Linked DNA regions of Mus musculus: all the other regions are linked to region 2. Evidence: chromatin contacts called from public Hi-C, HiChIP or PLAC-seq and promoter capture Hi-C data. All regions are on one chromosome and are shown on one strand. Each heading gives the region's core, a stretch centred on a gene start, on an enhancer-like site or on the middle of the called end of the contact. The rest is flanking DNA. Distances are from core to core; before and after follow the strand shown.

Region 1 (3,700 bases), core at 591-3,090, 660 kb after region 2:
TTTTTTTAAAGATGAAATAAGGATACAGTGGGAGAGTGGGTGTTATATGAAAGTCGGGGGGTGCTGTCCCCTTTCTCCATTTGCAATGAGATTTGTAAAATAACTGGACCCCAGCCTATGTCTGAGAGTGGTCCCGGGCCGGGTCAAACCGTATTGCTCATCTGACACACAGCTCCTCCTGGAGTGAGTGTGTAGAGATCTTCCAAAAGTTTGAGACAATTTGGCTTTGGGCTTGAGGGACTGGGGAGTTAGGATTCCTTCTGAAGGCCCTTTGGCAACAGGGTCATTCTCCGTTGGACACACTCATACCAAGGCTACCCCCAGAATACTCCGTTGGACACACTCATTCCAAGGCTACCCCCAGAATGAAGTCCTGTCCTCCCAGTGGGAGAGGGGAGCTTGTGGAGAGCATTGCCATGTGACTTGTTTTCCTTGCCTTAGAAAGAAGTATCCATCCAGGAAAACCCCACCCACTAGGTGTTAGTCCCACCCACTAGGTGTTAGCAGGGCCAGACTGACCTGTGTGCCCCCCGCACAGGCTGGACATAAACACACGCCAGTTGACACAAGCATTTGTAATTACTCTTTATTGCCAAGAGCCGACACTGCCCAGGATTCAGGGAAAATAAGTTATAGCAACCGTGGCATCTGAAAGGTATTGCCACGCTGGGGAGAGGACCAAACTGCAGAGGGCACAGATCCCGGGAGAGCGATGGTGATGTTCACAGAGAACATCTCTTTTCTGCCTTTGGCCACAGAAATGTCTAGTCCCTCCTTGTGCCCTAAGAGGCAAAGTGAAGTCAGGGTCTTAGTTACCTAGGGCCAAGTGAGGGGCTAAAGGTAGAGGGATTCCTAGCGTAACCACAAGGAAAGGTTTAAACCCCAGAACCAAGCTTCCAAGAATCATTTCTTAGTCACAGGATGACACAGGGAGGCCGGCTGTTGGTGATCTTTTCTACAGGTTCTCCATTGCTGGCTCTTCGGATGGCTTCCATGAGCTAGCGGACAGAGACATGGGCGAGTGTCATGCACAGGAGAGGAGGGTGTGTCTCGTCTCAGCCACCCTCCCGAGGTACATTAAATACTCACGTCTTTCTCATAAGGAAACCCTCCATTCTCCAGCTTGGAGAACACCAGCTGTCCATTGATCTCAATCTCGAAGGCCCCTGGTAGGAAATAAATGCAAGAACGAACTAAGAACAACAGGCAGAAGTTCAGGGAGGTCCTTGGCACCACCTCGAGTCCAAGCAAGACTGTTCATGGCCTCGGCAGACACCGATCCTGAAGCCATTCAGCCCCAAACCCCAAAGTCCTCACCCGTGCGTCTTTCCAATACGCCATTAAGAGTTCCTTCACTCCAAACCCACAGTAGGCATTTTTGCTATGTGTCAGACCCTACTAGGGGCTTTATATACAACAGCCAATGTCAGCTCTAGAATGTAGGGAGAGCTGGAGTTTTATCACATGGACTGACTCAGCAGGTGCTCTGCGGACCTCACCTGTCCCCCCGAGTCGCGACTCAATCTCAATGCCCGGATACTCCTCCTTCACAGCGCTCGCCAGCTCCAGGTAGGTCGCCTCAAAGCCGCAGGGTTTACTGGGGAGAAGAGACGTGGAGTGAGCTGGGGTTCCGGGGGTGGGGCCTCCCGTGGATCCACCCCCATCTTGCGGGCGAGCACAAGAGGCTCCTTTTCAACCCGAGTGGCTTACCAGTACTCCACCACGATGTGGACTCCACTGCCTGCTTCCACCTCCCCGGGAGGGGGCACTACGGACACCGGCGCTGGCTCCCCACTCATTGCTGCCCGCTCCGCTGCAGGGCTGCTTCCGGGTGTGACGCCACGCCAAAGTCACGTGGGGGGCGTGTCCGTGGGCGTGTCCGGACCTCGCTTTGCGTCGGGGCGCCCTCTGCCGTCAGCAGGTACTGCTACATCTTGATCCAGCTGCAGAGCGAATATCCTGGACCAGCACTGATCCTGGGTTCTGAGAGCTCATTGGCATCCAATGCTCACAGTCATGGATTTGCTTACTAACGAACTGCCTGTGATCACAAAGCTATTTTCCATTTACAAAAGACAGAGAAAATGGGGCAGGCGGCCGAGGTAGCTGATGGTCTGTGATTGGTGTTGCTATTTACCTCTCGAACGATGATAGCGTTTGAAACCACACCATACTGCTTTTCTTTCGAGTTCTTTTTTTTTTAACTTTTAAGAATATTTTAATTACGTATATATGTGTATAAGTGTGAATTTATGCATGCGAGGGCATCTTTAAAACTTACTACATTTATTTATTAATTTGTGGACGAGTGTGTATTGGAGGTGGGGGCCATGCCATAGCATGCTTTTGAAGGTCAGAGTACAGCAACTTTCGGCCTCCTCCATCTTATCATGTGGGTCCCAGGGATTGAACTCAGAGTATCAGATTCTGTCTCAAAGGTCTGTCTCTTACAGGTCAAGCGTCTTCATCAGCCCAGAACTCTAGTTCTTTTGACTCTGAAGTGCTGACCCCCACTTTATGCACACTCCTCATCCCTGCCTCTTGCTAGAGGGCTAGTGTCATTGAACTCAGTTTGTAATTCTGGAACTGCAGCCTGGGTCCTCCCTGTCTCTTCCTTCCCTGAAGCACCACTACAGTATCGTAACAAGTCACCCATTCTGGTGTCCCTTGAAACTGTTCATTGTTGGGTCGGTCTGTGTTTGCTGAGTTCTGACGTCATCCCATCTAGTTATAGGATATTTCAATGGATCTAAGAAGGCCTTTCCTGTTTGCTTGCAGCTTCCAACTCCAGCCCCAAGCAATCGCTGCTCTGCTCTCTAAACTTTTCTGGACATTTCACATAAATGGACTCTTGCAGCATGTGACGTTTGCTCTGTTGTATCAGAGCAAGCCTCCATCCAGTGCTGTGTCCCAGGCGTTCCTTTCTATTGATGAATACTATTTCATTCTGTTGTATAGAAAAAGCACAGATTATTTGTCTATTAACATTAATCTGGGTTTCTTTGGGTTGTTTGTTTTGAGTAAATGTCTTGTAGATGCCTTTGTATGGATGTGTTGCCATTTCTCTTAAGTTCCTTAGAGTAAAATTAAAACTACTGGGCTGCGAGAAATTTATATTTAACTCTTTATGGATTGCCTACCTGCTTTTGTTTTTGTTTTTTGTTTTTGTTTTTTTTTTTCTAAGCAGCTGTAGCATTTTACACCACCAAAAGGGCACAAGGAGTTGTTTCTTCATAGCCACCACAAATACTGGTTGCCTGTCTCTTTGATGATATTACTTTTTTTTTTTTAGATTAAATTTATTTATTTATTTTATGTATATATGAGTAGACTGCAGCTGTACTGATAGTTGTGAGCCATCATGTGGTTGCTGGGAATTTGAATTCAGGATCTCTTCTCACTCCGGTAGACCCTGCTCACTCTGGTCGGCCCGCTTGCTCCAGTCTAAAGATTTATTTATTATTATATCTAAGTACACTGTAGCTGTCTTCAGACACCCCAGAAGAGGGTGTCAGATCTCATTATGGGTGGTTGAGTGCCACCATGTGGTTGCTAGGATTTGAACTCAGGACCTTCAGAAGAGCAATCAGTGCTTTTAACCACTGAGCCATCTCTCCAGCCCTGATGATAGTTATTCTTTTAGGTAATGCAATAGGCCATCTTTTCAAGTAGTCACATTTTTGCTGTTGGTTTTTTTTTT
Region 2 (3,982 bases), core at 244-2,743:
GGCCGTGTCTGTAAGCCCAACACTGAGGTCCAGCCTGTGCTACCAAGTCAAGCCTTGTCTCAAACAGGGAGCTGAGGCATTGATCTCAAAGGCTCTCACATGTGTAGCTTCCTTGACAGCCACAGAATTAAGATCCCATCTTCCAACACCCAGAGAACTTCTACCTTCCACTACGACTTAAGGAGCCTCCCAGGGCCGGGCGTGGTGGCGCACGCCTTTAATCCCAGCACTTGGGAGGCAGAGGCAGGCGAGTTCGAGGCCAGCCTGGTCTACAAAGTGAGTTCCAGGACAGCCAGGGCTACACAGAAAAACACTGTCAAAAAAAAAACCAAACAAACAAACCAAAACAAGCAACCAAACAAAAAAACAAGCTCTCCTCCCCGCTCACCCTTTTTCCTTAGTTCTGGTTTGCCTTTCTTAACTGTGGCCATCACCATGTCCCCAACACCAGCAGCAGGAAGTCTGTTCAGCCGTCCCTTGATTCCCTTCACAGAGATGATATACAAGTTTTTAGCTCCTATAGGAAAAAAACAAACAAAAGTAAATTTTGTATGAGACCGGCAGAATTCACAATATAGAGTCAGCAAGGCTATACACCAAGTAACTCAGTCTCAGAAAAGCATGAACACAAACAAACCAAAACAAACCGTTTTCGTAAAACTCATCGGGCTTGTAAGTAATCTTTCAGAAGTGTCTTGTCACAACACCGATTGAAGTTAAACAACACAACACGTTGCCACTTCACCCAAAAGTGGTGTTTTTCACTCTGCCCCTTCTTGACGGCTCAGTGGGTCACTAGCAAAAGGCTCACTGAGTGCTTTTAAAAGGGGACGGTGGCAGGACGCGGCCGAAGGCCTCACCTGTGTTGTCTGCACAGTTGATCACAGCTCCGACCGGAAGACCCAGGGAAATCCGGAATTTCGCCCCGGAGGACCCACCGCGTCCTGCGGGGAGGGAAACAGACAGGACAAGGGTCCACATTCGGTCTCACAGTTCCCAACTATAACCCACCGCACACGCTTCGGCGAGGGCCGGCCGCTCCCCGGCTACCACGCACTTGTCACGGGACCCGGCCGTGCCCATTATTTGCATCCTCCTGCGGAAGAAGGAGACTGCGAGGCTCCAACCTCGTCTGCATTTGCGGGGACCGCAGATATCGCGCAGTCCCGTCGACCCCACGTTCTCCGTTCGGCCCCATGCTCCGCTCCTACACCAGCTCAACACCATTGGCATCGCCCTCTTTCAGGGCTCCCTCTAGGCCTCCGCGGTGCCCCCATCTTCTCTATCTCCGGCCCCGGGACTGTAAACTATCACCGCCGCCGGGGGCCGTCGCCAAGGGATGGGCGGGCCATCCCGCGCGGCAGATGCCAACGGATCCCCAAACTCAAAATTCCTCACCTCGCTTCGACATCTTGAACGCCCGGAAAGGGTCAGAAAGGAAGTTAGTACAGGGGACACTGGGATATGAACGGGAGGCCCCGCCCACTCAGCCACGTGACCGGACCTCGTCCAGCCCGCCTCCCTCCCCGGGTCGCAGCTAGATGACGTAAAAGGCCTGGGCCTCCGCGGGACCGTTCTGCGTGGGAAAGCTGCGCTTAAGATGTGTAGGGGCGAGTAATTTTGGGGCTACACCCAACGCCTCGGAAGTAATTGGCGATATGGACACATTGCCTTTTGGCTTTTTAAAATTTGCTTAACAGCTTCTTTTGAGCTCTGTGGCCAAGCCCCTCTCTGGATAACAGGGATTCGAAAATTATTGCTGCGGGTGTGGTGGTGCTCGCCAATAATCTCGGCATCGTGGGAGCTGAAGCAGGAGAATTGCGGCGATTTCAACATCACCTCAGCTACCCATGAGATCCTTCCTCAAAACAAATAAATACATGAGTAAAATAAATTCTTCTGTAAGGGTTCCTAAAGAACAGACACATGGGGCAAGAGCAAGTTCAGAATGGTTTCATTTGGCTGTGGAACAATTAAGTGGAGCGCTACAGATGAGTCTGTGTGTTTGGTACCATAACATTCTTTCGTCATGAGAGTTAACAATACTCTATTAGTGACATTCACACAGCCGCTCGGACTACAACTCAGTACCTTATTATTAATTATTCTTAGACTTAGCCCACAGCTAACCGTGACCGATTGATTGGCTTTGTTGCTTCTTAAAGATGTGCAAAATTTCGTAAAGCTTAAATATAGGATAGTTTATGCTTGCTTATAATCAAGATGGACAGGTTTTGTTTTGTTTTGTTTTGTTTTGTTTTGTTTTGTTTGGGGGGACAGGGTTTCTCTGTATAGCTCTGGCTGTCCTGGAACCCACTCTGTAGACCAGGCTGGCCTCAAACTCAGAAATCCGCCTGCCTGCCTCTGCCTCCCAAGTGCTGGGATTAAAGGCGTGCACCACCACGCCCGACTGGACATGTTTTAATTTATTAATATTAATTTCCCCTTTTACTACCTCAACCTCTCCCTATTTTCCTTACCTTCTGTTGAAACATTCATTCAAATGTGCGTTGAATACTTATATCAGGGCCAGATTCTGTCCAGATTACATGAGGGAATAAAATAGAGCATTATTCTTGCCTTTATGGGTTTTCCTCTGCCAGGGTAGAGGTTGGAGGCAGGTAATAGATACTAAATAATAGGAGTGGGCTGGAGAGATGGTTCAGCAGTTAAGAGCACTGACTGCTCTTCCAGAGGTCCTGAGTTCAATTCCCAGTGACCACATGGTGGCTCACAACCATTTGTAACGGGATCTGATACCCTCTTCTGGTCTGTCTGAAGACAGCTACAGTGTACTCATATAAATAATATAAATAAATCTTTAAAAAAAACCTAAATAATAGGAGTAATTGTGAGAGTTCCAGTATACAGTATATCGTTGTCAAACGGGAAGAAGTATTATGAAGAAAGGACAGTGAGGTATGGAGAGGTGAAGGGACAGGTTGCAATAGAAACATTAGTGCCTGATAGTTTGTCATCTCTCCTATTCAGATGCTATCCCAAGTTCAAGGCCACCCTGAACAATGTAGAGACCCTATCTGAAAATACCAAATACCAAATAGGAAAAATGGCTAGGGGGTGTCTCTCAGTACTGGAATACATGCCTAACATATGCAAGATTTGTTTGTTTGTTTGAGACAGGGTTTCTCTGTGTACCTGGGGCTATCCTAGAACTACCACTGAAGATCAGACTGGCCTCAAACTCAAACATTCACCTGCCTCAGTAAGACCCCCAAAGCTGGGCCTCTGCTCCTGGGATGAACTGGCCAGCACCCTAATGACTCGAGAGAAAACCGTACCTGATGCAAACTGCAAGAGGTTTTATTATCAGCTAGCTGAGGATGAAGTCCCTCTGCAGTGCAGGGCAGGGGAGTTCGACCCCGAGCTATAATGATAGGGGGCTGAGGAGTTGGGAGGAGCTGGGTGGAGTTCTTCTCTGCTGGGTGTCCTTGGTGAAATTTACAAGGCATAAGGAGTGGGGAGTGAGTTCTTTCTGAATTTTTATCTCCATGTCTTTGGCACAGGAAGCCAGACAAGTGCCTGGCTGGGTCTTTTACAATTATCGAATCTCTGGTTGTAAAGTATAGAAACAAAAAGGCTTTTTGCTGGCTATAAAGAACAAAGAGCTTCTTTCTGGCTGTATTTTTAGAGACCAGGGAAAACAAGCTTGGGGAACATCCAGGGCTTTACCTTCCAGGGAGAAAAGCTCTAAGTCGGAGTCTCACACCTCTGCCTCCCGAGTGCTGGGACTGAAGATGTGTGCTGCTGCAGCCACCAATACTGGGGAAAAAAAAGTGCAACATTTCATTTACTCTGTGTGTGTGTGTGTGTGTGTGTGTGTGTGTGAAGTCGTGGCTAGACAAAATGACCCCAGGCTTTGTAAGCCAGACCACTGAATTTGATCCCCAGAACCCTTATAAAGGTGGAAGTGAAAGACCCCCAAAGGGGAGACCCTCACTCAGACACTCAAGTCCCGGGACAG
Region 3 (3,562 bases), core at 720-3,219, 580 kb after region 2:
CCCCCACCTGAGAACAGATGGGAGATGAATGAAAGCGACTCCCTCAGGAAGGAGAAGGGGGCCCTGAGTCACATGACCGGACCCTCAAGGAACAACATCAATTTCCCGAATTCCGGAATAACTCTGGAGACCAGTTCTGGGCCTCTTGAGAGTATAGGATCTCATTCTGCAATCCAGGTTGGCCCGAATCTTAACAGTGCACCTCAATCTTAATCAATGACCTTGAATTCAAAGCAATCCTCCTGCTTCAGCCTCCTGATGGCTGCATTTTTAGTGTAAGCCTCCACACCCAGCTTCCCAGAAGGTATTATCTAAGGTAATCTACACCGATCTTCTTACATAATATTTCCTTTGGAAAAGTGCCCATGAACTAAGTTACAATCACGGGGACAGAAGTCCAGGCCAGTGTTCTGCCCGTTATGCAGCAATGGATGTCTCAGAAGCTCAACCTCAAGCCATCAGAGAGCACCAGAGGGGCACTCAGCCTATGTATGTATGCCCTCTCTTTCAGTGGGGCAGAAGCCTACTTGTGGCCGGGGTCTGGAGGGGCCCTGGGAGCGCCCACCTCCTCTGGATGAGCCCCAGAGAGATGGAAACTCTGAGGACCAAGTGGAAGGCAGAGCAACACTAAGTGGTGAGCTTTGGAGTGTGGGCTGGGGAGGTGGGTGGGAACCTCATGGGCCAAGCCTGGCCTTGAGTCCTCTTTATTTGTCTTTCAGAGCCTGGAGAGGAACCTCAGCATCCCAGCCCCCCCTGAGCCTGGCACATAAGCTCAGAGCCCTGTATCTCCCAGGAGGAAGTGTTCCCCAGAAACCCACTCTGTCCCCACCCTCCTTTGTACCCTGTCTTTCACCTGCTAGGGCTGCGGCTTCTGACTTTTAGAAGACTAAGGCTGGTCTCTGTTTGCTTTGGCTGAAGCCCAGAGTCCCCAATGCCTTTCCCTGCCAGTCATTCTTCTATTTACCCGGTGGGAGTAGGGAGGTGAGAGAGCCCACACTGGAAACCCCAGAAGGCCATAAACAACCATTTATTCTCCACAAGTCCCCTCCCTCTCCAGATTCTCTCCCCTGGGCACAGGAGACCCACAGGGCAGGTCCTAAGATCTGGGGAAAGGAGGTACTGAGAGCCTACAGGTGCCCTGAGATCTCCTCCTTCCCCTACCAGTGGTGGGCGTTGAGTCCCCAACCCTCTCATAGACTTCAACCAGGGCTCAGGTCTCACGCATTCTTTGCAGAGCCTCAACATGTCCCTCCCTTAGTATCCCATTCCTGCTGGGTGCCTGCAAGATGGACTGGCAGAGGCTGCTTGCTGCGTTTTGTTTGTGCTTTGGTGCCAGGAATGCACTTACTATCTGTCCTTAGGGGGCCACACAGTGGGGGGAGCCTGGTTCTCCTTGTCCTCCAGCAACTTGGTTCCCTTCCCCTTCTTCCCTTACTCTAGGCCTGAACCCCTCCTACGCTGTAATAAATCTTTGTAAATAATTGTCCTGAGACTCCTCTTTCAGGGGAGGGAGGAGAGACCGGGAAGTAATGGTATGTTCTGACAGGAAAAATGGTGGTTATCTTAGGGTCAGGATCTTGCCTCTCGTGTCCAGCCCTTCCCAGGAAGGAGCCTTTCCTGCAGGCTATACGCATGGCAGACATACTAGCTCCTGAGGGAGATGGCTAAAAGCCAGGGGAGAACAAAGGTCCTTTAAATATGTGTGATGGATGTGGTGCTGCGCGTCAGTAATCTCAGAACTTGGAAGGCTGAGTTCGTGGCCAACCTGAGAACGTCTCAAAAACGAAAAATGGATTTCTCCAAGGGACTTGTGCTCACAAATCGGCCCTCACACAGTTCCCCTTCACTCCACAGTGTCAGGCCTGTATGATCTAATAACCAAGACACCCTGGGGTTTTATCCCTTGCTCCTGCACGGTCTTACACAGTTTAACTTCGGTTGTGGCTCCGCTTCCGGACCTCGTCTCCGAGAGAGGGGCGGACCGGGGCGGAGCTTCAGGGTCACACGAATCCCGATTGGCTTTGGGGGCGGGCTCGGGGGGGCGGGTTGGCTTTGGGGGCGGGCTCGGGGGGGACGGGCTCAGCGGCGGAAGTAGCGCCGCCGGGAGCTCTCCTTCCGCTCTGAGGAGTTGCCAGGCCGTGGAGCGGGACTGCGGCTGAGGCAGGAAGAGTGGGGGCCGTGGTGACATGAAGCAGGTGGGTTGTGCGGCGGTCGCAGGCACCGGGCGGTGGTACAAGAGCTGTCTCTACCCGACGGATCCCGCTTTCCTGCCCGGTGTCCGTCTTTGGTTCGGTCCGACCCAGCCCACACCCCTCGCGCTCCGGGTTCCGCCCCCTTCCTCTCCACTCGCTGCTGCGCGCGCAGGGCTGGGGAGGGGGTGTCTTGGTCTTTACCCGAGAGGGTCCGGAGGACGTCTGCGGCCGCTTTCCTAAGCCTTCTTTATAGTAAGAGGAGAGGCAAGGAGTCGGTATCTAAGTATTATGGGGGACAGAATTGGGTGTGGGAAGGGGCCAGACTCAGGGAAAAACATACTAATCGGCTGCCTCTCTGCCACCCGCTGTTTCCCACAACTTCCGTTGGAAACATCCACGCATAGCTTCCCAACGATATCAGAAAGAAGGCTCTTTAAACTCTTCTCAGAAGTGCTTGCTACTGTTGGCTTTCATTCCTGACATACTTCCACCCTTTGACTCCCCAATATTTCCTGATTTTTCCTCTTACCTCTCTGACAAGAGGGCAGAAGAATCTCTTTACGTTCACGCTGGCCCAACCCGCCTCACTGTGCATTGATCCTGGATGGCCTCATCCACTGTTGTCGCATCAAGTTCACGTTCACTGAATATTCAGATGGACGATAGCAGCACATCCCCTTCCTGGGCTCCAAATTAGCTGCCTGTCAATTATGCCTATGGGATACCTTCACTTTGGGATGATCTCACAGGTTTCAAACGTGAGCTGATCTTTTCTCTGTAAATTTATCCTTCCACTCTTGTCTTATCCAGGAGAAAAACTCCGGAATTGCCTTAACATCTTTTAACCCTGTTTGCTCAGAGGTGCCAGTATAGCTAACTCCCTGAACCTTCTCTGTCACTACCCTTGTTGACGTGTCTCTGGACATTTCCAGCAGCTTGTGGTCCTAATTGCTTGCAGGCAAGTCTTCAGAATCTAGCTCTTGCAGACTTTTATATCACGAGTCTGGTTATGTCACTTGCTTGCTTCCCATTGCCTGTGGGGAAACGACTGTGTGCTTGTTTACTGTAAGATGTGCCTGGCTCACATAGGGTTCTTCGTGTATATAGCAGCACCTCTTTCCTCTCTGATCTGCTGGGCCTCCTCCTGATGTATCCTTCAGGAGTCCTGCTCAGAGAGCACCATCTCCACACTGCCCACCTCCATCTCAAAGGCTGGCCGCCCTGCCCATCTGTGTCCTCTGAACACTCTTAGTGTCATAGCTGACATATAGACCCATGCACCAGCCTGCTTGAGTTTTGATATTGTTTTGAGACCTTGATGAAGTCAGTATCTTCCTTTCCTCTTTTGGAAGATGGAGATAGTAATGTGC
Region 4 (3,929 bases), core at 1,026-3,525, 620 kb after region 2:
TCTTTCCCTGGCTGGCAGGCAGCCACTGCCATGGGAGCCTGACACTGGGGACAGCAGACACATGGGGTGAAACCATACAGACCTGCCATCCAGATGTAGGCCCCATCCCCCTTCAACTGATTGCCATCGTCCTCGGGGCGCCTGGCTGCTTTGTGGTAAAGTAGGGTGACCAGTTCCTGGCAACCCCACAGGCCAAAATGAGGTAACAGTGGGCACAGAGCCGAGGTGGTGGTGGGGGTCTGAAGGGTATTTCTGATGATCTAGACTCTGACTGGAGAAGCAGGGACAGGAACATCTCAGTCAGGGTCTGTGGGTACTGCAAGGGGGTCTTTCTGCTTGTGGTTTTGTTTTTTGGAGAGAGGGGTTCACTATGAAGCCTTGGCTGCACAGATTAGGTGGGCCTTAAATTCACAGAGAGCCACCGGCCTCTACCTCCCAGAGGCAGGTATTAAAGGTGTGTGCCATCACAATTGGCTTGGGACACAGACCTTATTCCTCCAAATTCAGAAGCAGGACACACTGGCACCCTTGGAAAAGGAAGAGATGCTGAGCGCAAGTACCTGTCCTATCTCTCCGCACCCTGTGACACTGCATCTCAGGCTGCTGGGATGGCATGGACCAGCTCGGGGCTGAAGGGCCACCATGTACCATCCCTGAGCCCCCGACTCACCTTGCCATGGAACTGAGGCACTCTGTGGCCCTCCTGAAGGTAGAGGCCAACAGTGAACCACATACACTCATACTTGCAGTCGTCCCGACAGGTCCAGCCTGAAACAGACAAACAGGACTACAGCTGTGTGAGGACTTAGGGAGGCATAAGCCTCCAGGCACGAATGGAGACCAAGAGGACCTGAAGGCTGGACAGAATCAGCGGAAATCTCAGAATCTTACTTCCCAGTTGGACAGAGAAGAGAGGGTGGGTGTGCGCTCGAGCACGCACGCACACACACACACACACACACACACACACACACACACACAGCGGGGGGGGGGGGAGAATATATTATATCAGTGGGAGCAAAGAGAATAGTTTCTTCTCCCTTGATCTAAGCTCTTAGGATCTGGCAGGCCCCTCTTGGAGACCTAGGTTCATACTTGTCCATCCTGAACCCAGGGAGGGATCTTTGGTGCCCTCCTATGTCCTGTGAAAATCGAGCTCAGACCTTTCATCAGACTCCTCAGGTTCCCCGGTACCTTTGTTTCCTTATTGCCCCTAATCTTCCTGCTCCCTGATCTCTGGGTAAACCAAGATGCTTCATGTACCCAAATCCTCCTAGGACCTCCAAGCTCTCTGTTGCCTCTGTCTGGAATGGAAACCGGATAATAATGTGGAGGAGCTGTTGGTCAAACAGGTCAGATCTGGGAATTCTGCTCTGCCACTTTACAGACGGTGTGACCTTGGGCAAGGTACTTAGTCTCTCTGAGTGTTCTCATCTTTAAAGCGGATTAGGGAAAGTATCTGACGGGGTTGTGGTGAAAGCCAGCTGACCTGCTGTGACACCCGTCCAACGTGGGTGCTCAATATGTTGGTTGACATCAATTCCATCCTGTTTAAATTGTTCTGTGGTTGAACACCCTGCCTCCACCCACTGAAGCTGACTCCGTCCCTTTCACTTCCAAATGCGTATAGTGCTTAACCTATGGGCCCATTAGGTCTCAAACTATTCTGTCTTGGAGAAGGCTAATGTTCACCTGCCTGGGGATTATAAGCCCAGAAGGGCAGGCTCCTGGTCTGCTTCCTGGGTTACTTCAGGTCTTCTTTGTATTTAAAAAGTAGTGGTTTGAATAAATAACATGAAACCTCTGGAAAGGTGGGGTAGGCTGATGCAATAGCCCCCCCCCCACCTTCCCACCCCTCCACACACACTCAGGAGGCTCCTGACATTAACACTCTTGAGAGAACGCTGAGGGAAACTGAGGTTCTAAGTTGCAGAACAGCAGGGCACAGTAGGCGGAGCCAAGACGAACAGGCGGGGCTTTCACGGGTGGGCGGGGCTTACCAGCTAGGCTCATGTAGATTGGCTGGCGGGAGCGGAAGTGCTTCAGTGCGTCTCCCGAACAGTTCCGTTCCTCGCATCGGAGCACGCAGTCGCGGTACACGGGCTCGCGGTCGCCCTGGGAACCCCCCGCGAGTCCCACTGCCAAGGTTAGCAGCAGCAGCGGCGCCGTCCGCTTGGCCATTCTGTCACTGTGCCCGGCCGCTGAGGGAGGAGCTTGGGAGAAGACGAAGTCCCACTTCCGTAACAACCGGAAGTACCTGTGTTCATCGTTGCATCCTCCGCTGACGCCCGCCCACTTTAAATAAAAGTTCCCGGATTTCAGTGGGCGGGTACCCCACCTCTATACTGCTGTCTCCTCTTTTCATATACAGCACCTAAGGAGAAGGGGCGATTTGCGCCCAGGAGCAAATTAAGTGTACTTTCTCCCTTCTATTTTACACGGTCTTTGTTTCAAGCAGACGCCTTTCTGTCACCCACTCTCTTAGATTCCAGTTTCCAAATGTTCTGGGTACCCCACTTATCCCCATTTCTTATGTCAGCATCTTGATTAAAGACGCTGCCATTAAAAGAGCTGAAGAACTTCTTAACAGGTGTCTTTGTCTCTACTTTGGTCCCCTCCAGTAGGCATTTCTCTCCTATTTAGCTTTGTGTTACTGTGATAAAGACCAACTTGGGGTTTGCTTTATGTCACCCCATCACAAGCCATCATGGAGGGAAGCCAGGGCAGGAACCTGGAGGTAAGAGCGGAAACAGAGGCCTCGAAGGAGTGCTGCCTACTGGCTTAGTCACTTAACAACACCCAGGACCACTTGCCCAGGGTTGGCACCTCCCACAGTGGTATGGACCCTCCCATGTCAATTATTAATCAAGAGAGTGTCCTCTGTAGACTTGCTGACAGGCCAGTCTGAAGGAAGCATTTATTTTCTTAATTGAGGTACCCTTTTCCCAGATGACCCTAGCCAGTGTCAAGCAGACACAAACACAAAAACGAACAACAACAAAACCCAAAACTAACCACGGCTCCACTTTCTAAAATTCAAGGTTGACCAATCTCTTTCTTACAATTCCTTACTAACTCCTCAACTCAGCCTGGCCTGGCCTGCTGGTCTTCACTCTGTTGCTCCAGATGCACTTTAAAGGTCCATGTCTCCAGAGTCTCTTGTCCTTGTGTGCTTTGGCCCTCTTGCTCCTGCTTGTTTTCCTGTTACCAATTAAAGGCTGTGTTTTAAGGATGATTGTTAGCACTGGATGGATACTATGTAGTGGCTTGTCTTTCCCCGATGGGATGGAGTCCTTTCTTGTCCTGCTCACCTCTGGCACTAAAGTAGAACTTTGCTTTCCATGGGAGACACTTTGAGATCCTTCTTCCTTCCTTCCTTCCTTCCTTCCTTCCTTCCTTCCTTCCTTCCTTCCTCCCTCCCTCCCTCCCTCCCTCTCTCTCTCTCTCTCTCTCTCTCTCTCTCTCTCTCTTTCTTTCCTTCTTTAAGTAAATGAACAACTTAAAACTGTCTGGGTGGGCTAGCCACCTGTGAGTGAAGGCTCTTCACTGAACTCGATTCCCAGAACTCAATAAAGGTGGGAAAAGAGAATCCTCTCCACAGAGTTGTCCTCTGACATCAAGTGTGCTGCAGCACACACACACACACACACACACACACACACACACACTCACACACACTGCACTCTCAGGGGCTGGGGAGGTGGCTTATCAGTGAAGAATGAATGTTGTTCCTGCAGAGGACTAGAGCTCAGTTCCTAGCATCCACAGAGGCAGCTCAGGGTCATTTGCAAATCCAGCTCCAGGGGATGGAAGAACTTTTTCCTGTCTTTTCAGGCATTGCATGTAGACACATATACCTTGATCGAGACACTTGCTTCAGTCACCCCCATCTCTGTGCCCAACCACCAGCACCCAAATCTTTCTGTAGC
Region 5 (3,537 bases), core at 774-3,273, 990 kb after region 2:
CATCTAGATGTGTATTGCTACCGATTAGCTTTCCAATATAGAGGAAATCAACTCTTGTCTCTTGGTCTCAGTTTTCCTTTCTATGAGTGGGGGGAAAAAACCCTGGGCGACGACACAAAGTAGTACGTTGTCAACCTTGATTCTAAGGTATTCCTGTTTGGGGGGGAGAAGACATTCATGGCATGCAAAGTCATACTCGGAGAACAGTAAACTTTGGAACATGGAAAAGTGAGTCTGAATGCAGAAAATGAATGTAGGCATGATTAGAATAAAGGGGTATAAGAATAATCTGGTGTGAGGTTTAGCTGGGACGTATAAACTTGAGGCCAAACAAGTCAGGGGTGCCCCCATATTACTCAAGTCTCGGTCATAGAGGGTAAGGGCCAGGCAGTCTGAGAGGAAAAGAAGCCAGGCGGGGGCGGTGAGTCAGCCCAGCTTCACCCAGATCTAGGCGGAGAAGGGCGGGGCGGGAGCCTGGCCCTCAGCTGGCCTCACGTCCCCACTCCACGTGTGCCCCTCGCACGTGGCACCCCAACGAGGAACCCCGGAACTCGAAGCACCGCCTTCTCCGCTTCCCTTCTGTCGCAAGGAAAACCCCGCCCTCGCCCCGCCCCTCCCGGGCGTCCTGGGTCGTAGGCTGGCCCTAAAACCAAGCTGGGCCGGGACAACTGAGGGGAGGAGAGAAGGCGACAAGCGTTGCTCCGGCAACTTGAGGGGCGGAGCTCATTATGTAACGAGGCCGGGAGGCAATGACCAATGAGATGGCGGCCACGGCTTCTACTGAATGAAAACAAATGCAGCACGTGGGCCCGGCTCTGCAGCCATGTGAGCCCTCCCCAGGCTAAGTCGCTGTGGGTGCCCTGCCTGGAGATGAGTCCCAAGCACCCGACTCCTCAAATGAAGCTCCCCACTGCCGCTGAGGATTCCCCTGTGAACTCTGACCCAGTCACGCAAACCCACCAGCCCGGATCGCCCCACTTCCCAAGACTACCTGGAAGTAGGCTAGAACTGTAGAAAAGGGAAAAGAGACAGGCATACTATAGCTGCAAGGAGTGGGCAAATGGGGACGTGTCCAGAGACTGCTTCAAAATGCTGAGTCTCCCTAAACTCTTCCACTCGCCACTGGTATCCACCCTCCATTTCATCCGTTCTCGGACTGAGGGGAACTCAGGGGGTGCTAGTGATGCGTTTTAGGCACATTCCCAGCCGTAATAACCCTCTTTAGAAATCTTACCTAGTGGCTTTCATCTTAGCACAGTAACAAACACCAGCCAGAGGGAATCCCCAATCCCTTACAAAGTTCCTCTCATAAGCCTTGGATGGAAATGGAGACAGTGACAGAGCAAAGATAAGAATCTCAGTACCTGTGTTGTTATTGGAGTCCAGGGTCGTCATGTCTTCACCAGCTGAAAGCGGTCATTCAAACTGGACCTTGACACAAACTGGAGGTTGTGATGGCCTCTCTCGCCCCCTGGGCAATGGCTGAGGGAGACGAGTGAGCCCCGCAGTTCGCAATCAGGATTCCAGGCACTGAGCAGTAAGGTCTTGGGGTGGCTATACTGCAGCCCTCCAGAAGGGTAGGACGCTGAGGCACCTGAGATCTGATTTGCATGGGAAGAGCAGAGAGTGTGTGTGTGAAGAATCAGCCTGCAGCAGTTCTGGCTATAAGGTAGCAAGGAGAGTCGGGTCTCTGCAGTGCACCGGATGCCACTCCTGAAGGCTCCGCAGTGAAGCAGGGTAATGAATCTGGAGCTCCGGGTGCAAAAGTCCCAAAGGAAGAGAAGCTGCAACCAGGAAGTAAGTAGGTGATGGAGAAATGAGGCACCAGGACGCAAAGAGAGACGTGTGCCCTGCTACGTTTCCTCAGCAGTAATATTTCACTCTGCCAATCTCAACCGCCTTTTGCCCGAGCCTTTCCCTGGGACAGAGGGCTCTGCGCAGGCGCCAGCAGCCCAGGGTTCCCGGGCCGCACGCGGCACTGGAGCAGGTACCATGTGATTCCAGGGAGCGCCTCGTGCCCCAGTGACACACTTTTCCAGCAGCCGGCACGTTGAGATCTGTGCGCCTGCGCACCGCCAGGATTGTTGGGATTTGTAGTCTACTGACAATGTAGGTGGAGTGTGCCTATTCCTTTTCTGCTTTGCAAAAGTGCTTGCTGGCAGCGGGGAGGAGCTGAAAGTGGACTGGGGTGGGGTTTTCTGAAGAGTCAGGGTGGCGTGTTTGGAAAGCCTTGTATGGCAAGGGCATGTGAATTCCTGGGGAGGGCCTGGCAAGCTTTACTGCTCCGTGGAAGATCAAAGCTAAAAGGCCCTTTCTGCAAACCTAGCAAACGTGAGAGCTTCACGTGATTGGAGAACTGACCTCACCCTGAGGTTAGTGGTGACTAGGGGGAGAAAGACAAGCTGGGAGGAGAGATTTCCCTTAAATCAAGAACTTAAGCATCTTTTGCTATGGTGACAAGGTGGGCGACAAGCAGTGTAAATAAAACCCCTTTCTCTTCTTCACCCTAACCCCAGCCCCCACGGGTAGGACTGGCATAGCACGGGGATATCCCTAGGGACTCCCTGTTTGCTTATATGACACCACACTGCCCACTCAAGTGACTTTGGGGTGAGTCATTTCCCTTTGTCTGGGAAATAAAAAGGAGAACAAAGGGAAAGTGCTCTGAGGTCCTCATAGAGAGAGGGGGGTCTGCTCTCTGCAGGGCTTCATGATAGCAGAAGAAGCCCACAGTTTAGGGAGAACATGAGGATCATTTAACTCCCACCCCTCAACTCCCCGAATTGGCAGGGTGTAGTGGCTCGTGCCTGCAATCACCGTCCTTGAGAGGCTGAGGTAGGAGGACTGTCGTGAATTTGAAGCTGACTTGAGCTGCAAAGCAAGCTCCTACTAAGCGAGGAGGGAGTGAGGATCTTCCCTCCTCTTACTGAAGAAGAAAAGGGACCGCCATCTCAGGGACTGGCTCAAGGTCAGGCATTCACTGCTTATTTCTTGTGACCGTCCCGTCCCTGAGATGGCGGATAAATGAGCACATGAAGCACTTAGCATCTCTCTCAGAGCAGCAGTCATCTCAGGAGTGAGAAACACAGAGGCCTGGGGGAAGGGGTCTGTTCTCTGGGGCTTGGGTTGTAAAGAGAGATGGACACGTATCTTCAAGCAGTCGAGTAAGCCCCAGCCACCCTGCTCCTATCTCCAAGTCCTCTGTAATCTCTACACTTGGGGATGGAGGGGGGGTGCTTTTTTTTTTTTTTTTTTAACCTTAAGTCTTTCTCTACTTGCACTTAGGAAGCTCCAGAGAGTTCTGGGAATCCTGGGAAGCAAGCTACCTTGGAGTCAGAGAAAAGCATACGGGGAAACTGAGCCAGGAGGACCACTTTGAGCTCAGTGATTTGAGACTTAAACAACATGAGACCCTCAAAGCTGGAATTAGGGGTACCAAGGAGAAAGAAAGCTGAATGTTAAGGTCAATGATCTTGACCGGGTTAACCACTGATCATCTGAAGGTTAGACTTTAGCCCTGTTCCCTCGTGCCTAACG
Region 6 (3,847 bases), core at 78-2,577, 800 kb after region 2:
CTCACACTGCGGTTCAGTAGTGCCAAACCTCTGGCTGGATCCCAGGACTGCAAGACCCTCCACTCCTTTCTGGCTCTAACAGGGCATCTAAGAGAGCCTAGGTGACCCCACGGGAACTGTCTTCCTAAAGCCTAAGTGCTAGTTGTCTTTTAAAGCAGGTTAGGAACTTCAGGAGACTGCTGCACCCTCTTTCACCATCCTCCCAAAAGTACTCCTGAGACTTTCCTGTGGCTTTGTGTATTTCCATTAGGACACAACTGACCTTTCTCCCAGAAGTGAAGAAATAGGAGACTGGCAGGGGCAGAAAGGTCTGGGGTGACCAGACTGAAAACTGCTACCACAACTGGCAGGTAGCTGGTGTGATTTCATAATCTGCCTCAAATCAGAGCCTGAAGCAACTCCGTCCTGTTAACCACTTTTTTTTTTTTTAAACTTTTGGCTATGGTATAGCTCTTTGCCTCTTTTCCATGCAGGCCCAAGCCAGTCTGTCAGACACTCATGCCAAGACCAGATTACCACCCCCATCTCCTCCCTCCCGCCTTCCCCCCCTCCCCGCGGCGTTAACCATCCGGTAAGCACTTCCCAAATCCCTCCCCAGTTTAAGACTTGCCCTTTATACAGCAAACCTGTTCCCAAGGGATCCCAAGAGGGAGTTCATGCAACACACAATGTCGCTTCCACTCGGCCCACCCTCAATCTGCAGAACCACGGTTGTCCTCGCCAGCCCGACTCCTGGACTCAGGAAAGTGGGTGTGGAAAAAAAAGCAAGCCTCCACGAGTCAGGAGCGAGGGAACGGTGTCCTCGATATCTTGGGAGTATGTGTATGAGAACTCCTTCCACGGGGCCTCCCGCTTCTGCTCTGCAGCCTGGTACCTCGCACTAGCAGTCTGGCCGGGTTCGGGGCCCAACCCCCATCTCCACGCATTCACTCAACCCTGGAGGCAGCCAAACCTTTATCCCTTAAGTCCAGCCGTTCCCCGCCTCCCACCCCCAGCTGCAGCGCTCCTCCCGGATTATCACCCCCGGCCCCCTGCTCCCACTTTCCTCTTTTGGCACTCCTTCGCCTGATGCACGCACTCTCCACCCCCAGCCACCCAGCTCAGGTCTCCTCCTGCGCGGACGCCTCCCCAGCAGCAGCCTTCTCTCCCGGCTCTCCAACCCGTGGAGCCTTCGGGCTTCACCACTCCGATGCCACCCGTCTGGACTCACCGCGCGGGGTTGGAGGTCGAGGGCCCGGGAGAGAGCCCGAGAACCCGGGCCGCGGCCGCTCCAGCAGCTGTAACAAACCAGCGGCGGTGGCTACCCCGCTGGCAGCTCTGGCCGAATCAGCTCCCCGAGCCGGGGCGGTGACGTCACTACCACGCGCCTATCACGTTGTGCCTCTTGGGAAGTGTAGTTTCTAGGCTGCCTCCTCACCGGCCCGCCCGGCGCCTCCTGGGAGTTGTAGGCTTTTCCCTGGTCTAGCTTTTGATCCCACCGCGAGCTTTGGCACCCCGCAGAACGTCCCACCCTGACGCAATAGTGAGATCAGATGCTGTCTCTTTGGTGCGTTAACAATTGTAGCTTTTGCATCTGCGCCCTTCACGTGTTGCACAAGCGGTTTGTCCATGTCCCATCTTGTAGTCGAAGACTTAAGAGTTTTAAGTAACCTGCATTAAGGCCCTGCTAAGATAGCCTGACCCTAAATGCAGAGGTTGTTTTGGTTTGGTTTTTTCCTAACCGTCGCTGCCTGGGCCCCGGATTATCTCCAGAAGCCGAGAAACACTACCCTTTGCCCCGAAGGAGCCCCATTCACTCCCGGGATTACATTTTTCAGGACTTTAGTTGGGTACATGTGTTCAGGGTAGAGACAGGAGCCTGTGGGCATCTTTGGCCCACCTAGTCTTTATGCTTAATCCTTGCTGGTGTAGGTCTGGCCACTCCTGGATCTCCTCCCTACATCAGGTATAAAATAGGATTTATGTCATAGGACGAGACCTTACTAACGTGAGGAGCTTTGAGCTTCTGTCTGAGGTTAATACGTGTAGCTTTAGGTAGGGAGCCTCATTTCTGCAACTTTCATGTCTGGAAGCTCTGAAAAGAAGGGCACAGACTTTATTGCTAGGTACATATAGTGTATGTACATCTTTATTGGCAGAGTAAGCCTGGACAAATGACTTGTCTTAATCTCAGTTTTACAGCTGTCAAAACTTACTCCCAAGGTTGCTTTGATATTTCAAAAGAATGTCATACAAAGCACTTCTTATCTTGTAGGAACGCAACTAGAGTGTTCTTTGGCTCTCCTAGGTCACTCCCACTTTCCACGTCAACAATAGAGGGCCTCCTTTTAGTTGTTTCTACTTCCCCCGCCCACCTTCTCAGTCTCGTGCCCATAAACCCTGGCAAGGCTGGAATGACAGGAATAGATGACGTAACAGATGCCAGCCTGGCTGGCTGTATATGCGCGACGGACTGAACATGCGAGGACTGGAAGGAGAAGGCCTGCCCGGACAACCTGGGGAGCTTTTTCCTTAGACCCGCCCATCATCAGGGAGCTGCCAGAGGGGGTGGGGGCGGGGAGGAATAGCTGTCTCCGGCCGGAGGCGGAGCCCTGGAAGCCAGGAGTGAGTGTATATCTATCTGACTTACCCTGAGAAGTAAAAATGGGCAGCTTCTCAAGTATTCCAGAGGCAGGGGCCCTTCAGATCCGAACATCTAACTAACCGTCCTTCAGCCTCTGTGAGACTGAAGAAGCCTCACAGAGACACCCCCACACTTCCACACTCCCACACCGCACCTCCACCCCCTATTCCCTCCTGCTCAGCCTTAGAGCCAAAACAATGGGGGGGGGGGTGTTTTTGTTTTTGAGTTTTGTTTTGTTTTTTTTCCAAAATGAACTTGCCGGATTCCTTTGATTTTTTTTTTTTTTTCCTGGAATTCTTCCATTGTCCATCAAGTTGGTTGAGCTCTGGATCTTTGCCAGTTTTCTCCCATCTCTGTGAAGTTCAGGGACCAGACAGGGTCTACATCTCAACAAGGCACTCTGACTAATGCAGACTCCATTGGCAAGGTCACTGGCTATGTCATGGCCTATTAATAGCTCCTGTTATCAAGTTGTTTTTTTTTTTTTTCTTCCACAATGGGAATGAACAAAGTTCTGGTTCTTTCTGCCTTGTGGTAAGTTATGGATCACATTCCACTCGAGTTAACTCGAGTCCCTGTCACCATCTCCTCTAATTCATTGCCTCAAGACAACCAAGTCTTCCTCTAGCTGTGACGCCTGAGCACTGTTCAGGAAGAGTGAAAGCACAAGGCACCGGGGAACACGCAATCCCTGGGACAAAAGATTGACACCGTGTGCCAAGGAACTAAATTGTCCATGCCCTGAAGGCATGACTGTATCCACATCTAAGAAAGCAAACCCATTTACAGCACACGGCTCCGTGTGAGAGGTTGTGTATCCCAGCAATGTCTCTAGCAGTGAAATCCTGAGAGCCATGTAAGTGCCCAAGAAAAAAGGGAATGCTCTATCCACACTGGGCAGAAAAATACGAAACCACTTATGGCTGTAGAAACTGTGGCATCATGGGAAAACAGCTGCCGGATGATATGAAAAGATAAGGATAGAGACTTCGAGTTTCTCAGGGATGTCGTCAGCAAAACCTAGGTCAAGGGGCACAGGTGCGTTCTAGGAAGCAGAGGTCGGGCACTCAAAAATTGGAAGTCAACCTGGGTAGCACAGTGAGTCAGTCCTAGGACAGCCTGGGCTACATAGCAAGACTATTTGAAACTCAAGAGCCAGGCATAGGGTCCATGCCTATGGTCCCAACACTCAGGTTTCAGGTTTCGGATCCTGGGAAAGGGACT
Region 7 (3,700 bases), core at 621-3,120, 950 kb after region 2:
CTGCTAAGCAAACACTTTACCAATGAACTGTATCTGCAGCCCTCACTTTCAGTAGTGGATAACTTATAATTTGTCCAGCCCAGCCTGTGTAGAATTATAATTTCCTCTCTCTGCTCTTCATTCTCATTCATCTGTGTGGCTAACTTCTACTCACCATAGAGACCTTGGTTTAAACATCACTTCCTTTAGAAAGCCTTCTGTGATTGCTCAGGCAGGACTAGGCATCACTTCCATATCCTCTCTTCATTTCTATACTCTGCCCTAATCATACCATAAACCCCATCGCTCAACGATTAGCGATAGTCTGCATTGCCTTCAACTTCCCTTGTGTACTGGGATCAAATCCCCAGGACTTACCATTGTGTGACAAACATTAACATTTGCAAACACCCAGAGAGGGATTATAATAGCTCAAAGGTAGAACACTTGCCTAGCATCTGCAGGTCCTAGGTTTGATTATCAACACCCACCCACCCCCAAATCAATTGTGGGAGGCGGTAGCAGAAAAATCAGGAATTCAAGTCCATTCTGGGCTACATAAAACACTGTCTCAAAAACAGAAACAAGGATCTGGCAAAGAGGCTCAGCAGGTGAAGGTGTTTGGCGTGCTAATATGAGTTCAAATCCCCAGAAAGGTGGGAAGAACTCTACAAACTCTACAAAAGTATCGTTTTTGTTTTTTTTTTGGTTTTTCCAGACAGGATTTCTCTGTATAGTCCTGGCTGTCCTGGAACTCACGTTGTAGACCAGGTTGGCCTCGAACTCAGAAATCCGCCTGCACCTGCCTCCCCAGTGCTGGGATTAAAGGCGTGTGCCACCACGCCTGGCTACAAAAGTATCTTACCTCCACAAGCATTCTGCGATGTGCATGCCCTCCCCGCCCATAAGTACATGTAGTTTTTTTTTTAAGTTTTACTTGTAAATGTATATGGAGAGAGTAAATAAATGTAATATTCATTCATTACAACAAATGGAGTGTTATTTTTGCAATAAATTAAGCCTAAATGGACAACTGTCAGTTCTCCAGGTGTTTCACCTCCAAAAGCCAAGAGTCGGGAATCTTTACCTGGGAACTAATGGCGTACTTCAGGTACGACAGGATCAGAGGATTGGGGGAAGGCCCAATCATAGCCTGCTCCAGGAGCGCTTCTGCAAGGAAAATTAAAGTAAGGCTGAGTGTTTACAGCTTTTCTGAGGACACCCCTCCCATCCTTCTTTGCCCATTTTACTTGAGACCTGCTAGGTTGAGAATGTCCCAGGTGGCTCCTTTGGGGAAGAATTTTTTCATGTTGATTGCCCATTGGTAGTCACTCCATCGCTCTTTCCAGGCTTGCAAAATGGCCTGCTTCAGGTTCACCACCTTCATGATGTCACTCCAAGGAGGCGAGATGAGTGACAAGGTGGGAGTTTAAAAACGGAGCCAGATGAGAACTGGAGTTCTGAGGGAAAGAACAAGGGAGACATAAATAGAACGGAAATTCGAGAAGGTTTAAGCAAAACAAACAAACAAACAGAAAAATAAACAGAGAGGAAAAAAACTAGGCAGAGTAGAAGGCGTCAAGTTAGCGGCTCTGTCACCTTCTCGGTTTCTGAACAACCGTTTCTCGAATTGGGACAGAAAGTGTCAACAAAGCCCTGAAGCGAGCAGGAAAGGGTTAAGCCCGCTCCGGTTGTCTAATTATGCCCTTCGCTCTAGCTGCGTTCCTCACCACTTCCACCCCAAACCCAGATCTACCCTCTCCCCATTGCCTCTACCTTCCTCGGCCCTGAAGTTGTAATTCCTTCTTTTCCTACATCTACCATCTCCCCAAATTTAAGCCTACCATACAAACCGGTTGTACATCGTAGGCAGCGCCATCTTGACACCTACTAAGGAAATCATTTACCATTGGCCGGCGGCAACACACACCAACCAATAGAAACGTAGCAAGAGGCGAGTCCTGCCACAATACCTTCTGGGAATTGTAGTTCTTTGTCTAAGACTTGTCTAAGCTGCCAAACAGGCAGAAGGATTAATCTAATTGGTTCTGGTGGTTTTTATCTGAGATAATCCGAAGAGCTGAGGTACGCTGGTACCCAGAGTCTCAGGGTCTATGGAGAAACCAACTCTCTGTCTCCCAGTGATGTTGCCATCTATCCCTACCTTCAATCATTCTGATACTGTGGCTATTTCCCAGAAACGAGGCATAACAGTGAATTCTAGCCTGGCTTCTGTTTTGGCTTCTAACCTGGCTTCTATTTGGGTTTTGGCCTTTGTTCTCGAAAGCCCCTGTAGGCACTAGAGCTCTCATTTTCATATTTCTATTCCAAAAGAGACACTGAAGTGTGGGTAGCAGCACACATACCATCATTTTAACCCCAAATCTGACAATTCTCCCAGAATTCACTGATCCTGAATACTGTTTGGATACAAAAGGAAATAAGGAGAAAACAGAAGCTGAGCATGGCACCACGCCCTTAGTGCCAGCACTCAGAAGGCAGAGGCAGCTGGGTCTCTGAGTTTAAGCCTGGTCTACAGAGTGAGTTCCAGGACAGCCAGGAGGACTACACAGAGAAACTCTGTCTAAAAAACACAAAACACAAAAACAAAAACAAAGAAACAAAACAAACAAACAAACAAAACAGAGGAAATATGGGTTAAGATTATTGGGTGTCTCAAAAACTGTTTAAGAAGGCCTCGGGGGCTGGTGAGATGGCTCAGTGGGTAAGAGCACCCGACTGCTCTTCCGAAGGTCCGAAGTTCAAATCCCAGCAACCACATGGTGGCTCACAACCATCCGTAATGAGATCTGACTCCCTCTTCTGGAGTGTCTGAAGACAGCTACAGTGTCCTTACATATAATAATAAATAAATCTAAAAAAAAAAAAAAAAAAGAAGGCCTCGGGATCAAATGTGGTATTGTGGCTAAGACCATTCTGCACATTTGGAGGCAGAGCTTTATCACCCCTCTTTTTCTTGGCTCCCAATCTCATATCCCAAGGAGATAGGTCAGCCTGTTTCTTCAAATTCTGTCTATATTCCCCAACCCATTCCTCTTCTGTCCCACATTCCTCTTTGTACAGCTATGAAAGCACTCTACACTGAACTACAGCCCCCTCCCTGAGCTACCTTTTGACTGAGAATCAGGATAAATATTGAGAAAACAGTCCACATGGGCTCTAAAACTGGCCTTGTAGACATGTAGGAGACTAATAGGATCCTGGGTACCTGGAGCACGCTATGAACAGGGAGAGTATAGCTGGAGTACGGCCAAATCACATCCTTCTAAGATGGGTACTGCCTATGGTCTTCCTCCATCTCTCTCTACACACACACACCCATTTTTATTCTGCTCTTTTGTGCCTTCCCAGGGGATACTATTCGAGAATGGTATTTATACAAAATAGCTGCCAAGAATGTGGAGCCAAATCTTCCAAAGCAGGAAGGAAGGAGTTCTCAGACTCCTGATTCATAACCTTCAGACTCCCCCTCCAAACAGACCTGCACTCCATACTGCCACATTTGCCCGTGGTGAGCCCCCTACTCCTTTCCTGTTACACAGCCCAATACCCTACCACCACCATCACCATCATAAATTGTTTCTGGATACAGCTGCTCTTTCCCTACCCCTCAGAGCTCAAACGGCCCCTCTTGGAAACAGGCTGTCAATTCTGTGAGTGCTCCTTATTGAATTAGTGAGTGTTGGTCCACCCATATGGG

What was found. Promoter capture Hi-C pulls out the DNA fragments that hold promoters and counts their contacts. Hi-C and Micro-C count contacts between places; a contact is called where the count stands out from the background. HiChIP or PLAC-seq counts read pairs in DNA pulled down with a chosen protein or histone mark.
Region 1: a contact with region 2 is called in a promoter capture Hi-C map of second pharyngeal arch cranial neural crest. The contact joins the promoter of Mien1 here to the promoter of Rpl23 in region 2. A contact is called at or near these places in 5 of 39 promoter capture datasets (cranial neural crest, hippocampal neurons, liver and 2 more) and 1 of 115 datasets of contacts at active chromatin or transcription factors (pancreatic cancer cells).
Region 3: a contact with region 2 is called in a promoter capture Hi-C map of erythroid cells, with 7 times the contacts expected there. The contact joins the promoter of 1700003D09Rik here to the promoter of Rpl23 in region 2. A contact is called at or near these places in 3 of 39 promoter capture datasets (erythroid cells, liver and pre-B cells), 1 of 484 Hi-C or Micro-C datasets (B cells) and 1 of 115 datasets of contacts at active chromatin or transcription factors (pancreatic cancer cells).
Region 4: a contact with region 2 is called in an H3K27ac HiChIP or PLAC-seq map of stem cell-derived neural progenitor cells, with 4 times the contacts expected there. The contact joins the promoter of Pgap3 here to the promoter of Rpl23 in region 2. A contact is called at or near these places in 2 of 115 datasets of contacts at active chromatin or transcription factors (pancreatic cancer cells and stem cell-derived neural progenitor cells).
Region 5: a contact with region 2 is called in a promoter capture Hi-C map of pre-B cells, with 5 times the contacts expected there. The contact joins the promoter of Nr1d1 here to the promoter of Rpl23 in region 2. A contact is called at or near these places in 6 of 39 promoter capture datasets (the C10 cell line, cranial neural crest, hematopoietic stem and progenitor cells and 2 more) and 1 of 115 datasets of contacts at active chromatin or transcription factors (embryonic limb bud).
Region 6: a contact with region 2 is called in a promoter capture Hi-C map of erythroid cells, with 8 times the contacts expected there. The contact joins the promoter of Ormdl3 here to the promoter of Rpl23 in region 2. A contact is called at or near these places in 9 of 39 promoter capture datasets (the C10 cell line, cranial neural crest, erythroid cells and 5 more), 8 of 484 Hi-C or Micro-C datasets (CD4 T cells, CD8 T cells, double positive thymocytes and 5 more), 4 of 115 datasets of contacts at active chromatin or transcription factors (astrocytes, cardiomyocytes, extraembryonic endoderm stem cells and 1 more) and 1 of 9 other capture datasets (liver).
Region 7: a Hi-C map of B cells shows a contact between it and region 2, with 6 read pairs. The contact joins the promoter of Med24 here to the promoter of Rpl23 in region 2. A contact is called at or near these places in 4 of 39 promoter capture datasets (cranial neural crest, hippocampal neurons, liver and 1 more) and 1 of 484 Hi-C or Micro-C datasets (B cells).

What each region holds. Positions count from the first base shown.
Region 1 is chr11:98,437,148-98,440,847 of GRCm38.p6, forward strand. Mien1 (migration and invasion enhancer 1) reads right to left here and starts at 1,841. Exons shown (of 4, transcript NM_025559.2): 1 at 1,711-1,841; 2 at 1,500-1,597; 3 at 1,090-1,166; 4 at 561-998. The coding sequence starts at 1,799. The coding sequence ends at 915. It overlaps Erbb2 (erb-b2 receptor tyrosine kinase 2), which reads left to right. Exons shown (of 27, transcript NM_001003817.1): 27 at 1-569.
Region 2 is chr11:97,780,946-97,784,927 of GRCm38.p6, forward strand. It overlaps Rpl23 (ribosomal protein L23), which reads right to left and starts at 1,494. Exons shown (of 5, transcript NM_022891.3): 1 at 1,399-1,494; 2 at 861-944; 3 at 389-517. The coding sequence starts at 1,411. Snora21 (small nucleolar RNA, H/ACA box 21) reads right to left here and starts at 821; the gene lies at 694-821.
Region 3 is chr11:98,356,314-98,359,875 of GRCm38.p6, forward strand. 1700003D09Rik (RIKEN cDNA 1700003D09 gene) reads right to left here and starts at 1,970. Exons shown (of 3, transcript NR_045477.1): 1 at 1,924-1,970. It overlaps Ppp1r1b (protein phosphatase 1, regulatory inhibitor subunit 1B), which reads left to right. Exons shown (of 7, transcript NM_144828.2): 6 at 512-634; 7 at 720-1,483. The coding sequence ends at 757. It overlaps Stard3 (START domain containing 3), which reads left to right and starts at 2,055. Exons shown (of 15, transcript NM_021547.3): 1 at 2,055-2,195.
Region 4 is chr11:98,398,215-98,402,143 of GRCm38.p6, forward strand. Pgap3 (post-GPI attachment to proteins 3) reads right to left here and starts at 2,276. Exons shown (of 8, transcript NM_001033537.2): 1 at 2,001-2,276; 2 at 671-768. The coding sequence starts at 2,181.
Region 5 is chr11:98,773,354-98,776,890 of GRCm38.p6, forward strand. Nr1d1 (nuclear receptor subfamily 1, group D, member 1) reads right to left here and starts at 2,024. Exons shown (of 8, transcript NM_145434.4): 1 at 1,365-2,024. The coding sequence starts at 1,395. Gm31862 (a long non-coding RNA gene) reads left to right here and starts at 2,058. Exons shown (of 4, transcript XR_880204.3): 1 at 2,058-2,461; 2 at 3,286-3,537.
Region 6 is chr11:98,585,918-98,589,764 of GRCm38.p6, forward strand. Ormdl3 (ORM1-like 3 (S. cerevisiae)) reads right to left here and starts at 1,328. Exons shown (of 4, transcript NM_025661.4): 1 at 1,211-1,328.
Region 7 is chr11:98,727,549-98,731,248 of GRCm38.p6, forward strand. Med24 (mediator complex subunit 24) reads right to left here and starts at 1,871. Exons shown (of 26, transcript NM_011869.3): 1 at 1,824-1,871; 2 at 1,237-1,439; 3 at 1,067-1,149. The coding sequence starts at 1,366.